Regions from separate parts of the Mus musculus genome. Here all the other regions are linked to region 3. The links are chromatin contacts, called in public Hi-C maps. All regions are on one chromosome and are shown on one strand. The core of a region is the stretch at or near the end of the contact, and the rest is flanking DNA. Distances in the headings are between cores, read along the strand shown.

Region 1 (4,922 bases), core at 1,322-3,821, 330 kb before region 3:
CCATTAAGTCCAGTTTTTTTTTCCCATACTCCTGAGTATAGGGCCTTCAACCATATTGCATTTATCCTACCAGGGGACACACTTTTAAAGAAAACTCTCTCTGAAGCAAATAGCTGTCCATAAATTTTCAGTTGGGAGAGGGGCCCATGCACCCCTTCTACCTCTAAGCTGCCATGTTGACTAGCTTGATCTTGTGCAGAGCTTACGCAAACAATCACAGCTACTATGATACATGGGTATGGTGGTTTTATCCTGTCCAGAAAGTACTGCCTCACTCTGGCCCTCCCTGATCTCTGGCTCCTACAATTTTTCAGTTCCCTCCTCTTTGCTGGTTTCTGAGCCTTAGGGGGTAATTGTGTTTATAAATAAAGTTGTGGTTTAGATATGCTTGGCCCAGGGAATAACACTATTAGGAGGTGTGGGTTATTTTGGAGTAGGTGGGGCCTTGTTGGAGGAAGTGTATCACTGTGGAGGCAGGGCTTTGAGGTAATATATGTGCTCAAGCTCTGCCCAGTATAAGATATAGTAGTCTCCTTCTGGCTGCCTTTGGGTCAAGATGTAGAACTCTCATCTCTTTCTCACAGCATCATGTCTGCTGCATGCTGCCATGTTCCCACCGTGATGATAATGGACTGAACCTCTGAAACTGTAAGCCATCTCCAATTAAATATTGTCCTTTATATTAGTTGCCTTGATCATGGTGTCTCCTCACAGCAATGAAATCCTAACTAAGACAAGAGTTCACAGACTTTCTCTCACTCTCTGCATATTGACCAAAACAACTCTGATTTTAGCTGCCTATATCATGGTATCTTTCAGTAGGTGACTGGAAACTTGTTGAGAGTATTACTTGGCACTATAAAGAAAGAAGCTGTTAAACCATGATCAGACATGAAAGAGTTACAAGCATATTGGTAAGTAACAGAAGCTAATTTGAAGAGAGGACATATACAGTTTCAAATATATGCCATCCTAGAACAGATGGAACCATATAGTTAAAAAAAAAGTCGGTGTCTGTCAAGGGTCCAGAGAAAATACTACATAGACACAACAGAAAGGATGAGAATATTGTGGGCAAGCCTCTCAGGATTGATACCCGGCTCAGCTCACCTGTCCATAGCCACTACATGTCAAAGGTGTATCCTAATATAGAGTAAAGAACTCAGTAATGTATCAGGAGAGGTCTATTAACTGCTAGGTGCATTAAATCACAAGGAGGGCTATACATGTGTAGGAATCAGGCCTATTTGGGAAAGCTCTGCTCTATTTATTTGACTTTGCTTTGAGATTAAAACTATTTTCAGGAAAAATATATTGTACCAAACAATATGTTTTGTGGCAAATTTTAAATAAATAGGTGGTGGTTACCTTCATACTGCTTAATTTTGAATATTTTGTGGACTTTAAGTATTTCATAACTGAAGATGCAATTCGAAGCAAAGTTTTTGAATAGGCATTGTGAGATAATTAGGAAAATTTGAACACTCAGTGATTATTTGATAACAGGAATTTTAAATGTTTCTTAGACATGACAATGGTAGTGCTATTATATTTTAAATGCAGAATTTATTATCTCTTAGAACTACCTTAGTATATGCATGGTTGAAACGGTATGATGTTTGTGACAGGCTACAAAAATTTCTCCATGGGAGAAAAGCCAAGTGGATTAGTGTGGATAGAGCAGAAACACATTAGCTGTGTGTTGATTCATAAAGAACTTCTGTATTGTAATCTGCAGTTATGAGTATGAATTCTTTTGAGAGTTCTTCCCCCTAATACTTTTTGAATAGTAACCTTTTTTAAAAAGTGAAAATTGGGACTGGGACAATGGCTCACTTGGTAAAGTATCTGCTAAACAAGTGAAGAGGCCTAAGTTTGAATGCCACTGTACATAGAGGAGCTGAAGGTTGCAGCAGTCCTCTGTCATACTAGTCCTGGGTTTGCAGGAGATGGGCAGGTACCTTTCTCAAGAAGGAAATAGAACAGTGACAGGAAGAAAACTGCTGTTGACATCTGGCTTTCACATACATCTACATCTATGTGCTCATGTGCCCATATACAACCATATGAACCAATACGTAACACACACACACACACACACACACACACACACAGTAGAATAGTAGAATCAAAGTTCTTTGCCCAGAGCCCTATATAAAGTATCAGACTGAGACTGTTATTAGTAATATTCCCTCCATTCTTTAGAGTAAGCCAGGGTTCTAGAGAGAATGTCACATGGAGTCCTTTTTATATAATAAGTAGTCTTCAGTAGGGTCATGAGCCCTAGTGGAGCTGTGTCTAGGATTTCCTCTCTCCACACACATGCCAGAAACTGAGGGCCATGTGATTGAAAGTGTGAGGCCCCAAACATCCAATAAACAGTCCTAGAAGGTGAGAGGCAACTCATTCCAACTTTGTGATGTCCCCAGAAACTGTGCTGATAAGAGAAAAACACTAAAGAATAAACGAGAGATTGGGGAGATAATGGGGAAAGCAGAGGAGGACAAGACAGCGCTTTCAACTCTCGGGCTTGAGAAATGCATCATGCCAAGGAAGATAAATTGGAGAAACATGAGAAGGGAAAGAGATCTTGTCTCTGACTCGTGTATTTCTCTTTAAGTGAATGAGCAATAACACAGAAATAAGAGAGTGTAAAATGGAGCTGAGGGCGCAGCCAAAATCACACTTCCTGATAATCTCCAGCTTTGGCAGGATGCTAGCATGTTGTACCAAAGCAGTTTTCTGGATTTTGAATTATGCATGTAATTCACCCTGATCAGAGTGTGGCCGGGAAGCCAAGAGCCATTTGCTAGTCAGAAAGGAGACTGCCAGTCCTGTGCTGACGCCAGATTTCATCCTCAACATCAGGGAGGCTCTCCTGTAGCTTTGCATAGAGCTCAGAAACAAACAAAACTTGTGAGGTCCATTGTTGGAGGCCATCCTGACACATAACTTCTCATGTGGAGTATTTTTCCGTTCCTACCAGGCTGCTGGATGCTGAGAAAGCAGTCCTACATTGTCATGTGGAAATGGGAAGGACACAGGCGCTCACTGGTGCTACTAAAGGTCTGTCAGTGGACATCTGGCCTTCCCACTGTGTCCTTTAATAAGATACAAGAAGATAAATGGAGAAGAGAGAGTACCAGAAATGGAAATTAAGCAAATAGATAGATAGATAGATAGATAGATAGATAGATAGATAGATAAAAAAGAAAAAGAAACAATACATTAGGTAGAAAACCAGGTCCGTGCATGCTCGGTTTTCATAGTGGTTGAGTTTTGGCTTCTGGTTCAGAGAGGCACCTTCCTCCCAAGCAGCCCAGTATTCTGCAGCTCAGAGTCCCCATCTTTGTTCTCTCTTGCTTTCTCTTGTGAACTGACTAGCACTCCAGCCTGCAGGCCATTCTGCCAGTTTACAGGTCAAGGTAAATATCCCCAACATGAGCCACAGTCCATACCGAGTTTCCACATCTTCAAGACTTGCTAAACTGCTGTGTGCTGTGGTTTTTGCCTGGGGACAGAATTGGTCATGAGAGGAAGCTGCTGTAAGGCAGTGGTGTCTAGAGTTTCATGTTTGTAGAAAGCAGGCTGTAGATGGAGACAAGGAGAGAGGGAAGCAAGAGGCAAGTTCAATAGAGAATCAGAAACAAACAAAACAACAGGATAGAAAAAAACCAAAAACCAAAAACCAAAAAAAACTTCTATTTCCAGTCCTGAGTCCCCAATTTATGAGTACTGTGAACTTGGGAAATTTTACAAAATAACTTTTCTTTGACTTTCAGGGTTGTTTTGTTTAATTTTCTTTTTTTAAAATAGAAATTGGAGATAATAATGCCTGACTTTTTTAATGGTGAGATTTATGGATGATCACATTCAATTTTAAAAATAAAAGAAGGAGGGAAGGAGGGATAAAAGAGGGAGGGAAGGAGAGACAGACAGACAGACAGACAGACAAACAGACAGACAGACAATCTTCCCCAGGAGAGTGAATCATTTTCCTGGCTCCGTTTCTAGAATCCCAGTTTCTAGTCTTGTAAGAGTCCTGAACAAAAGAAAAAGAATAAAAGAAAAACAAAACAAAACAAAACACCCAAAATACAAATGGGTCATTTGAAACACACATGTATTTCCTTGCATGTCACTAAAGTGAGCATTCCTTGTGACAATTGTGGTGCTCTTGGAACCTAATGACAACTCAGTAAGCCTGTCCTTGTACCTACATCAAAGATAGACAGCCACAGCTTTCTTCTCAGCATGACCCTCTTAAGGCTGGACTCATTGTTGATGGATATTATCATTTTTAATGTCAGTAAATAATGTGTTGTCAGATAAATGACCTGTTTCCTTGCTGCCATTAGAGGGAACTTGAGTGGTGGAGAAATCTCAGCCAGACCAAGTGTTTCTGACTCTGTGGGATGGGAGAGGCTTTCTTAATCCCACTTTCCCAAGCAGTTGGGTTCAATTATAACCGTAGTCCTGGTGAATCGATGAAAGTATATGCATTCTCCCATGATGATGTTCTACTGGGTGAATGGAAAGTAAATATTTTTTTTTCTAAAAACTTGAAAACTATGCTAGTACTTACAAAGCATTTCTGGGCAAGTAAAATGGAGATGAGCTCCCTGAACGTATTTTAAATTTGTCTTAGACAAATGCTCTCTTTCTAAACAGATTTACTTATTTTTATGTCCATTGGTGTTCTGCCTGTATGTCAGTGCAAGGGTGACAGATCCTCTGGAACTGGAGTTATGACTTTTGTGAGCTGCCATGTGGTTGCTGGGAATTGAACTCTAGTCCTCTAGAAGAACAGTCAGTGCTCTTAACTGCTGAACCATCTTTCCAGCCCCCATTTATTTTTATTTTTAAAATATATATATATATATACATATATATATATTTGCTTCTATGTTGTGATACAGGTT
Region 2 (4,463 bases), core at 1,650-4,149, 510 kb after region 3:
ATCCTAGGCAGTTTCCTTTCCTGAACAGCATTTCTCTCTTTAGATCAAAGAAGCTTTCCCTGTCTCTATCTGCTGTTGGGACAAACACAGAGAACACTGGCCTTACCTGGACAAACTCAGAGAACACTGACCCAAACAGGCCAGCCTCACCACTTGGAAATGAAGGTGGACTAGGAAAAAATAATTCCAAACATGTAAAATGTTTATAGTTTTCTCTTTGGGAATGATATTGATTTGTAAGGTGAGTGCAACCTTTCTCCCTAACACACCTGGCAAGTCATGCATCCTACCCTGCCACTGGGACTGGCTGTCTCACTGTGACAGCCAGATGCATCCTCCCTTCTCACCCACTAGACCCAATGGGTGCTGCCTAAGCCAGCAAAAGTTGCTGGCCATTCTCTCTGAGCATACTCAAAATACATACAGATGCTCTCCAAAATAGGCAGGCTCCACATAGAAGCTTTCTACTTGACTGATGCCAAAGGCTACCTGTATAGCCATTCTGTTCAATTTCAATTTGACAATAAACAAGTTATGTGGTTTATCCAACACTGGATTTGTGTTAGATGGCCTTGCCCAACTATAGACTAATGTTTTTATGTAGACTTTACGTTAGGCAGGTTTAAACTCATATGCTCAGTAGGTAAAGCACACTGAGTGCATTTTATGTACAGGTTATTTTCCAATTACAATGGGCTTATCAGGATGTAACAACCATCTGATGTTGAAGAGCATCTCTACTGGCATTAGCCTTCATAGAATGCCAGTATCTGCAACTCTCAGGAGATTTGGAAGGAGCCATAGACTCAAAAGCCTGCTGAGGCATGATATGATATGTCACAGAAGGATACCTGTCTGGCCTAGGGACTTCCCAATGTTACTACCAGGTCCCAAGCCCTCCTGAATGTCACCACAGCCCCCTTTCCTGGGTTGCTTATTAGCTCTGTAAGATTTTTAGGCACACTGGCTTTCTGCTGTTACCTCTACCCTAAACAGCCCCAGTGAGCTCATTAGGAACACACTGAGTTATCGTGTGCTCTTAGGAACACTCTCTCTAATGTGCTTCCTGCCTTCATGATTATTTCACACCTTCCTGATTTTATTGTACCAAATTCCAGCCAAAAGAACATCTCACTGGGATGATGTTACTACATAATCAAGCTCCCGTTTAGCTGCCACTGGCTCCTTGGATAGCTCTGATTGGACAAGGTCTCACATACTCTCCAAGAGAGCAACAATCACAATCTCTTACTCCTCTTCACCACGGAGTCCAGCACAATTCCCGGCTCATGGGAGGGTTTGAATAATTGTTGAGCCAGTGTGTTGGAATGGGTGTTTTCCTAAATCTGCTTTAGATGCAAGCTGGCAAGACCCTTTGGCATCTGTGAGAAGCATCATGCATCTCTGATCTGCCTCCACATCTCCTTATTGGAATTGCACAGAGGAGGGAGAGCCAATGACCTTTACTGACAACTGGTACCCACGGTCAGAGCAAATCTCCACGGTTGTGGGGAAAGGAGCAGGCTGCTGCCATGTAATACCAGTACTGTATGGAGGTTCAACTCTGACAGCAACAGAATCAGATTTCCACATCCTTCATGCTGCATTGATGTCTATGATATTTTAATACAAAGAGACGCTGGACTTGGCCAGTGAGAAAGTTTGCTGTTTTATTTTCAGAGCATGGTGACAGCAGTGGTGGAAAGAACCCCAAGTCTGCAAGGAACTGCTCGTCGCAACTCTGGAAAGACTTCTATCAGAATGAATGGCATGTCAGGAAGACAGAAAATAGGGTGCAACTTAGTCTCGGATGCTTGCATTTGTTCCTGGGATTCTAAATCTACCCAGCAAGGACTCACTCCATCAAACATGAGGCTGAGCAGAAAGAATCTTTCGGGATTATAATTAGAAAATTCACAATCAGAATTCCTTTGTAAATGGAGGTAGGATATTTGAAAGCAAAAGTCGATGCTTGAATGCGCCCCCACCCCGCAAGGTACCCAGTTCATCTCCCACCTACATTTCTATTCTTGTTTAGAGAACAATAGGTGGAACATTCTGCTAAGTGTGTGGAAGGGAAGAAAGACAGCAGGGAAGGGGGGCAGAGGGGAGGCCTTCATCCCATCCGCATTACCTAGAGTTTGATTGACTATGCAGCCAAGTCTCTTTTCAGATGTTCAAGTTTGAAAAGGACTGGAGACGTGCCTGAGAAGGACCCAAAGCAGATGCCAAGGAGGAAGTATCTGCATCCACACCCACCAAGGCCCCTGTCATTGGAAAGGACTACTTGGGACACTACATCATGTGGGGCATCTAATGCCAAATGCGCTGTGATCTGCCTCTCAGTGCCCAATTTCAGAAGTCATCAGGGGTCGTTTTCCCAAAGTATGAGGGCAACATTTTTTTTTCTTTTTTTCCTCTTTCCACAAAAAGTTTAATGCTAATCAAAGCAGAATGCCTAATCAGTTCAAGATGGCCTGTCAGCTTGAATTATCTATTTGTCTTCCTATTTACTGTATCTGTCTGTCTACAATTCTTTGTATCTTTGTGAAAATCAGTTATTAGGGCCCATGTTTCCTTCTGACTACAATCGCTACCAGATGAACCTCCCCGGTGATATGTTGATGATTTGCTAATTTATGGTTTTTAAAATCGAGGAATCCTGAGATATTGCAGGGGAGTCACGTGGGCTACGAGAGGAGAAGTGCTCAATGCTTTTCCTGACAAGGGATCAAAGATTGTGTAAAATACAAGACTTCAGTCCCATTTCAACCTGAGTGATGTCTGAGGCAGAGAAATCGTAAATGACATCTTATGGGAAACATCCCTCCCGTGAGCAGTCCGGCCCTTGCAGGCCTGGGAGAAGTGAGAGTGAACGTCACCCGAGATCCACATAAACAGGAAAGGAAAGCAGGCCCATGGTATCAAGCCAAGATAGCACCACATGACTTAACCCACATCCCACTCTCGCACACTGGAGGCCAGGCTGAGAGCAACCACAGCATTGCAGGGAGACTCCCTGGGATCCGAGGCAGGTTTAAATAAGCTCTCGAGCTGAACTTCCCAACCACTTAGGTGGCCAGATAGCTCAACAGAGAGCGAGAGCTGTTGTACGGCTGGAGGGTTTAATAGGTGTGCTGGAATGTATCTGTCCCTGATGCCTGGCACAGAGCAAGCAGTCAATAAACACATGTGGAATGAATAAACATGAAGGTACAGCACATGGTGATTCTCTTTTGGCAAGGATAGACCCCCAAGAGGGGGCAAATAAAAAGAATCTTTTTAAGGAAATAGCCATATTATGGCCTTTAAAAATGGCCTGGAATCACTGTGGGTAAAACCTGAAAGTAGGGAGAAGATAGAGGAACAGCCCATGTAGAGCCAAGGTAGTAAGTAGGCATAAAGAAACACATGGGGTCTGAGTAAGGAGGAGGGAGGGGGAGAGGGAGAGGGAGGGGGAGGGGGGAAGAGGGAGAGGGAGAGGAAGAGGGAAAGGGAAAGGGAGAGGAAGAGGGAAAGGGAGAGGGAGAGGGAGAGGGAGAGGGAGAGGCAGAGGGAGAGGGAGAGGGAGAGGGAGAGGGAGAGGGAGAGGGAGAGGGAGAGGGAGAGGGAGAGGGAGAGGGAGAGGGAGAGGGAGAGGGAGAGGGAGAGGGAGAGGGAGAGGGAGCATGAACATGAATGAGAAGAACAGCCTATATTGAATAAGTAGCTAAACTAGGCCCCACTCATAAGAAATCAGAAGGAGATGCATAGAGCCCCATGATTAGCTAGCAGAGAGGAATGCCCTGGCAAGCTGGAGATTATGAAGGAGATATAGTTATTCTCTGAATTCTTGAAGCATTGGGTCCAGATGAGGGTAGAAAATATGGTCCCAGGTATACATGGAGTTCTTTAAATAAGTTTACTTCTATCTCTTGGAAATCAAGAGCTCAAAATGGACCAACCTACAAATCCTGAAACTGGTCTACTAGATAAAACAGTATGGTGTTTGTAGTAAGAGACCAACACTGAAGCTCAAGAGCAAGAGCAATTGCTCTGGAGCAAGATATGGGTCTGGCTGTAGAAACTGCTCCCCACTCTAGAATTGGGAAGTCACCATGGAGATTTTCCTTCCATGCTAATTACATCTGGTTTCCTGTTCTCCTTTGTCCACTCCTTGTCTTTTTTTTTTTTTTAATTCCTTTCTTTCCATGTGTCCTCTCAGCTTCTGGCTACCAAAAATCTGTGGAGCCCTCTACACCCACACTCTTCTCTCTGTCCCAAACACCTGGGCCAGAACTACCTCAGTTTGGGGCCATTGAAGCCACATCATGGGAAACATAAGGCCTGGATGGCTCCCCAGCTGTGCTGTCTCTATCCAGGGGGTTACAGCTGATGGATTCCTCTCTGTGGCCAATTATTTTCCATGGCCCTTGGCCATCTGACCTTGGACCATGATCTTGTCAGTTCTCATAAACTAACCA
Region 3 (5,089 bases), core at 1,299-3,798:
ACTGCAAGAACATCTTTGGGTCTAGGTGACTGTTACTAATGTCCTGGATGAGAGTGCTGGCCTGCTGGGATCCTGGTCTTCCCTCAGTAGACTTTTTTTTTTTTTAATTATTTGTCTGAGGAGGAAAAACCTGTTGAACAATTGTCTCTAATTCCCTGTCCCTTGTCTTCCTCTCATGTGTTCATTTTGTCTTCGCAAAGAGATGGAAAACAGTTTGTGTAAAGCCAGAGTCCTTGATTTAGATTCACTGTCTCTGCCTAATATGTCCCCCCAACAAAAGTGAGGCGGAGGTTGATTTGATGTCCTCAGTATTTGATCGAATAATTGGAATAGTCACAGATTTCTTTTGTGTTTCTCAGACCCATGGCCAATTATGGACCATGCATTTGGTAAGGAGCATTATTTGTGAACATCCATCTCCAAAGCCAAGCCAAGTCGACCCTCCCCCACAGAGAGCAGACTCTTTCTGTGGCATCCATGACATCTGAAGGTGCTATAGGCGTGTGTGTGAGGGCCTTTTTGAGAAGTTCAGACTCACTTCATCCTAGCTCTCATCCAAATAAATCCCAAGGCATAAACTGTCTAAACACTGTCACCTCCAGGATTTGCCCAGAGAAAGACCAGACAAAGAACATAGCCCTGGTCTTATAAAGGTCTTGGGGGTCTAGAAAACCCCCAACTTCCCTGAGAAATAAATAAAAGTAAACAATTTGCAAATGCCCCTTTGACCAGAGCCTGTAGCTTCCCTCATTCTCATGCTTGATCCCATGTTTAGAGCAGTGCTGCAAAGTAGACAGTCCTTAGGTATCTGCTGAGGGATGAAACAAATGAATCAATCTTTCTGTTTAGATTGTAGGGTTGGTTCACTCTACAAATATTTATTGAACTCAGCTGATACAAGTATACCATGGGAAAAAACAACAGCACATGAAGTTGATATATATTATGCATCACAAGCCCAGGGGCAGGGCCAAGGCCCAGAAAATGTCTAGTGATCTTCAAGTTCCCTAGTGCAGTTTTTCGATCATACATATATTCTATTGGGTTTTTAGTTCTACTTCCATAAGTTAGACAAATAAGCCTACCCCATCTCCCCAAGGGGGTAACAAAGGGTCCCTGTGTTGCTGACTCTTGGTGAAGCCTCGTATGGAGCAGGGCTAAGATGGCTCAAGATGGGCACTTTTGAGGCAGCCTCATTTTTAGTCCTGGTTATAAGCAGCCTGAGCAGTTAGAGCACAAATGGACATTTACTGCATCCTCCCCAAGGCTTCCTCTATGCTGGCTCTTTTTCAGATACTATTACCAAAGCTTACCAGTATGTAATATTACCTTTGATTTTTTTTTTTGTGGGCATCACAGACCAGGCAGCTTTTGCCTTCAGCAACTGCATGATGCCTCTTCTAGTACTGCCAGTCAGCTTCCCCAATCACACACACACACACACACACACACACACACACACACACACACACACAGAGAGAGAGAGAGAGAGAGAGAGAGACAGAGAGACAGAGAGACAGAGAGACAGAGAGAGAGACAGAGAGAGAGAGACAGACAGACAGAGAGACAGAGAGAGGCAGAGGCAGAGACAGAGAGGCAGAGAGAGACAGATAGACAGACACACACACACACACACACAGAGAGAGAGAGAGAGAGAGAGAGAGAGAGAGAGAGAGAGAGAGAGAGTATTGTCATGACCATTGATTTCTTTGCTGTTCACTGTTACAGTGATGAGCCACAGTGAGGCCCAGGCTGCAAGCTCTCTGCTTTAATTATTCATCCTTATGAAGAACAATTCCCCTTCTGTGCTTTCGTCTCCTCCAGCCCTGACCTGAGCACACAAAGCTCTTTCCTTTTCTTCCCATAGCACCTTGTGTGTGGAAGGGTCTTTCAGGGGTGTGCTTAATTCTGTGTATGCCTCTACTTTGTAGTCTGTTTTCTGCCAAGGGGGTCAGGAGGGCATGTGGAGAAGCCAGATGGCTTCCCTCTTCCCTCAGGAAACTGCTATTTAGCTGGGCACCTTCCCAGCTCCAGGCAGGGTTGAGATTCCACTGTTTGGGGAAGAGCTGGTTCAAATGCCACTGTCCCTGACTTGACAGCTCCAGATTCCTCTAGGCTACACACTTTTCTACTTCACTGCAACTGGCTGAGGTTTTCTGCCAGGAACAGCACTTTAGGAGACATTAGGTAGGGGTGGGAAGAGAAGTGTTGGGGAAGAGAGCGGATGGGGAAGAGAGCAACTGGGTTATTTATTGCCTCTGCTCAGACACAGGTTTCCGTTATTTTAATCCAACTGTAAGAAGAAACCAGTGTCCATGGACAGAAAAGCAGAGAACCAACACAGTTAAGCCTGAAGATGCTCGTTCCTCCCCTTGCAGAGAACTAACAAACACAGTTAAGCCTGAAGATGCCCGTTCCCTCCCCCCAGGAGTCTTCATGCCCCTACCCCACTCCTCCTCTCCTCAACTTTTGAAAAGCCAAGCAGTTTAACTGGCCAGACCCCGGGAACTTATTTGTATGCAGCACAAATTTCAGAATCTGTTCTCAGCCTGTGCCGAGTGAAAAATGGCCTGCATTTTCTTGATAGCCCATGTGGTTGTAAAGAATAAATGGCTAATGAATTACAGATGAACATTGACGCAAATTAATCTTCCCGCTGTCCCTGGGTTATATGGCAGCCATTTAAAAGTTTAATCAATACACTAAAGTTGAAAACATGCAGGCACTGCAGTTGCTTGGATGTAATAAACATCAGAGGGAACCGGGAGGCTCGCACCCACTCCATGTATCATAATGACAGGTATTTATGTTTAATGGACTAAATATTTTTTATTGGAAGGGAGCAAATGTCAGCTTAACTTTGTGAGCCCTGCATTCAACTTTCCTTTGAGGTTGGTGAAAGACGGCTGACGTGTCATTGGAAACGAAATGTTACAGGGGGAAAGAGGCACCACGGAGACAAAGCGAGGATCAGGAGCCGCTGGGAGACCGTGGTGCAATGGTAACACAGTGCAGTGATTCATTAAGGAAAACGTAAACCCTGATATTTCTAATGCTGCTGTAAAAGGCTTTACTAGGAACAACTTTAATGGTTATTAGTGAAAACAAGTGCCCAGATCTGCCAGATATCCTGTTCAGTGCAGGCTTTTGTTTGAAAACTCTTTACCAGGTCATATTTGCTGGAGATTTATAATTAGTCTCTATTCTTAATGTGAGAAATGGAGGCAAACAGCGTGATGGCTCTCAGCCCTTGGATTTCATAGATCTTTCCTTTTGAAAGCTGTCCAATGGCTTTAAATAACCATGTGTTCTCTTCTGGAATACTTATATCTTAATTACTTTTCAAGTCTATATTTTGTAGCACTGCTGTGAGTCTGGCTGGACTATGGAGGCTGAAGGAAAGGGGACTTGGCCAGGCATGGTGCCATCTCTTTCAGCAGACAGAAATAAGGCAGAGATGGCTTCATCTGATGACCAAGAAAAAACAAAAACAAAAAACAACACAACAAACAAACAAACAACCCAACAACCATACAACTAGCTTTTGATTCTTCCCCCTTTCCAAATAAAACAGACCAAATAAGTCACCCCTATAGGGATAGGAGGATTTGAAAAATGGCATACATTGGTAGAAATAAATAGAAACATGTCAGACAATAGACAGCTTGTGTTGAAAGCTCTTCTGCAACCACTTGTCTGAGGTACAGATTCCATGTCAGGTCACTTAATAGCTTGTTTTAGAGGGAACTTCTTCGGGAGATATTGAGGTGTGATGTTACGACGAAGAAATGGGAGTACAAGATAGAGATAATTTAAGTACATGGCATGGTTAATACTTTAAAAATACAGACCTCCTGCCTGGCCTGAGAGGTTTGTGGCACAGGCGCCGGCGGGAGCCTTCTTGGCTCCGGGACTCCGCGGAGGGCAGGCTGCACGGGTGACCGTGTGGAATACAGAGTGCCAGCCGTTTCTGGGACGGGCGAGAGAGTCGCAGAGATTCTGGGGCGGCACCATCCTCAGCTCCAGACAACCAGCCACCTTCCCGGCAAGAGCCACAGAGCTTCTGAGGCTGCGACATCTTCGACTCCAGACAACTGGCCACCTTCCTGGCCAAAGCAACACAGCTTCTGGGAAAGATCCTGTTTTGGGCCTTCACCTTCAGCCAGGAGGAGGTCCAAACACCAGATAACTGTACACCTTCCCTGAGAGAGGAGAGCTTGCCTACAGAGACTGCTCTGACCACTGAAACTCAGAGAAGAGAGCTTGTCTCCCACGCCTGCTGATAGAGGGTAACAAAATCAACAGAGGAACAATCTTTTAACAAAGACAACTATAACAACTAACTCCAGAGATTGCCAGATGGCGAAAGGTAAACGTAAGAATCCTACTAACAGAAGCCAGGACCACTCACCATCATCAGAACCCAGAACGCCCACTTCGCCCAATCCAGGACACCCTAACACACCTGAAAAGGTAGACCTGGATTTAAAAGCATATCTCATGATGATGGTAGAGGACATAAAGAAGGAATTCAACAACTCACTTAAAGAAATACAGGAGAACACTGCTAAAGAGTTACAAGTCCTTAAAGAAAAACAGGAAAACACTGCTAAAGAGTTACAAGTCCTTAAAGAAAAACAGGAAAACACAACCAAACAGGTAGAAGTCCTTATAGAAAAACAGGAAAACACATCCAAACAGGTGATGGAAATGAACAAAACCATACTAGACCTAAAAAGGGAAGTAGACACAATAAAGAAAACCCAAAGTGAGGCGACGCTGGAGATAGAAACCCTAGGAAAGAAATCTGGAACCATAGATGCCAGCATCAGCAACAGAATACAAGAGATGGAAGAGAGAATCTCAGGTGCAGAAGACTCCATAGAGAACATCGGCACAACAATCAAAGAAAATGGAAAATGCAAAAAGATCCTAACTCAAAACATCCAGGAAATCCAGGACACAATGAGAAGACCAAACCTACGGATAATAGGAGTGGATGAGAATGAAGATTTTCAACTCAAAGGACCAGCAAACATCTTCAACAAAATTATTGAAGAAAACTTCCCAAATCTAAAGAAAGAGATGC

Evidence for each region. Hi-C and Micro-C count contacts between places; a contact is called where the count stands out from the background.
Region 1: a contact with region 3 is called in a Hi-C map of uterus, with 8 times the contacts expected there. The contact joins two enhancer-like sites. A contact is called at or near these places in 3 of 484 Hi-C or Micro-C datasets (all in uterus).
Region 2: a Hi-C map of uterus shows a contact between it and region 3, with 3 times the contacts expected there. The contact joins two enhancer-like sites.

The regions. Positions count from the first base shown.
Region 1 is chr14:22,684,245-22,689,166 of GRCm38.p6, forward strand. All of the region lies in intron 5 of Lrmda (leucine rich melanocyte differentiation associated), which reads left to right. Among named protein-coding and RNA genes, the nearest start is that of Gm30926, 110 kb to the right of the region's middle. Within about 2 kb of position 2,572, at least 6 of the 459 cell types and tissues checked have an H3K27ac peak or open chromatin away from gene starts, as enhancers often do. A contact at or near this core is called in uterus, where this site is marked.
Region 2 is chr14:23,518,357-23,522,819 of GRCm38.p6, forward strand. The region is part of intron 9 of Kcnma1 (potassium large conductance calcium-activated channel, subfamily M, alpha member 1); the gene reads right to left. 5430425E15Rik (a long non-coding RNA gene) reads left to right here. Exons shown (of 4, transcript XR_003951125.1): 4 at 44-4,463. Among named protein-coding and RNA genes, the nearest start is that of 5430425E15Rik, 10 kb to the left of the region's middle. RefSeq lists an enhancer at 1,790-3,242. Within about 2 kb of position 2,900, at least 20 of the 459 cell types and tissues checked have an H3K27ac peak or open chromatin away from gene starts, as enhancers often do. A contact at or near this core is called in uterus, where this site is marked.
Region 3 is chr14:23,013,028-23,018,116 of GRCm38.p6, forward strand. The region is part of intron 6 of Lrmda (leucine rich melanocyte differentiation associated); the gene reads left to right. Among named protein-coding and RNA genes, the nearest start is that of Gm10248, 79 kb to the right of the region's middle. Within about 2 kb of position 2,549, at least 46 of the 459 cell types and tissues checked have an H3K27ac peak or open chromatin away from gene starts, as enhancers often do. A contact at or near this core is called in uterus, where this site is marked.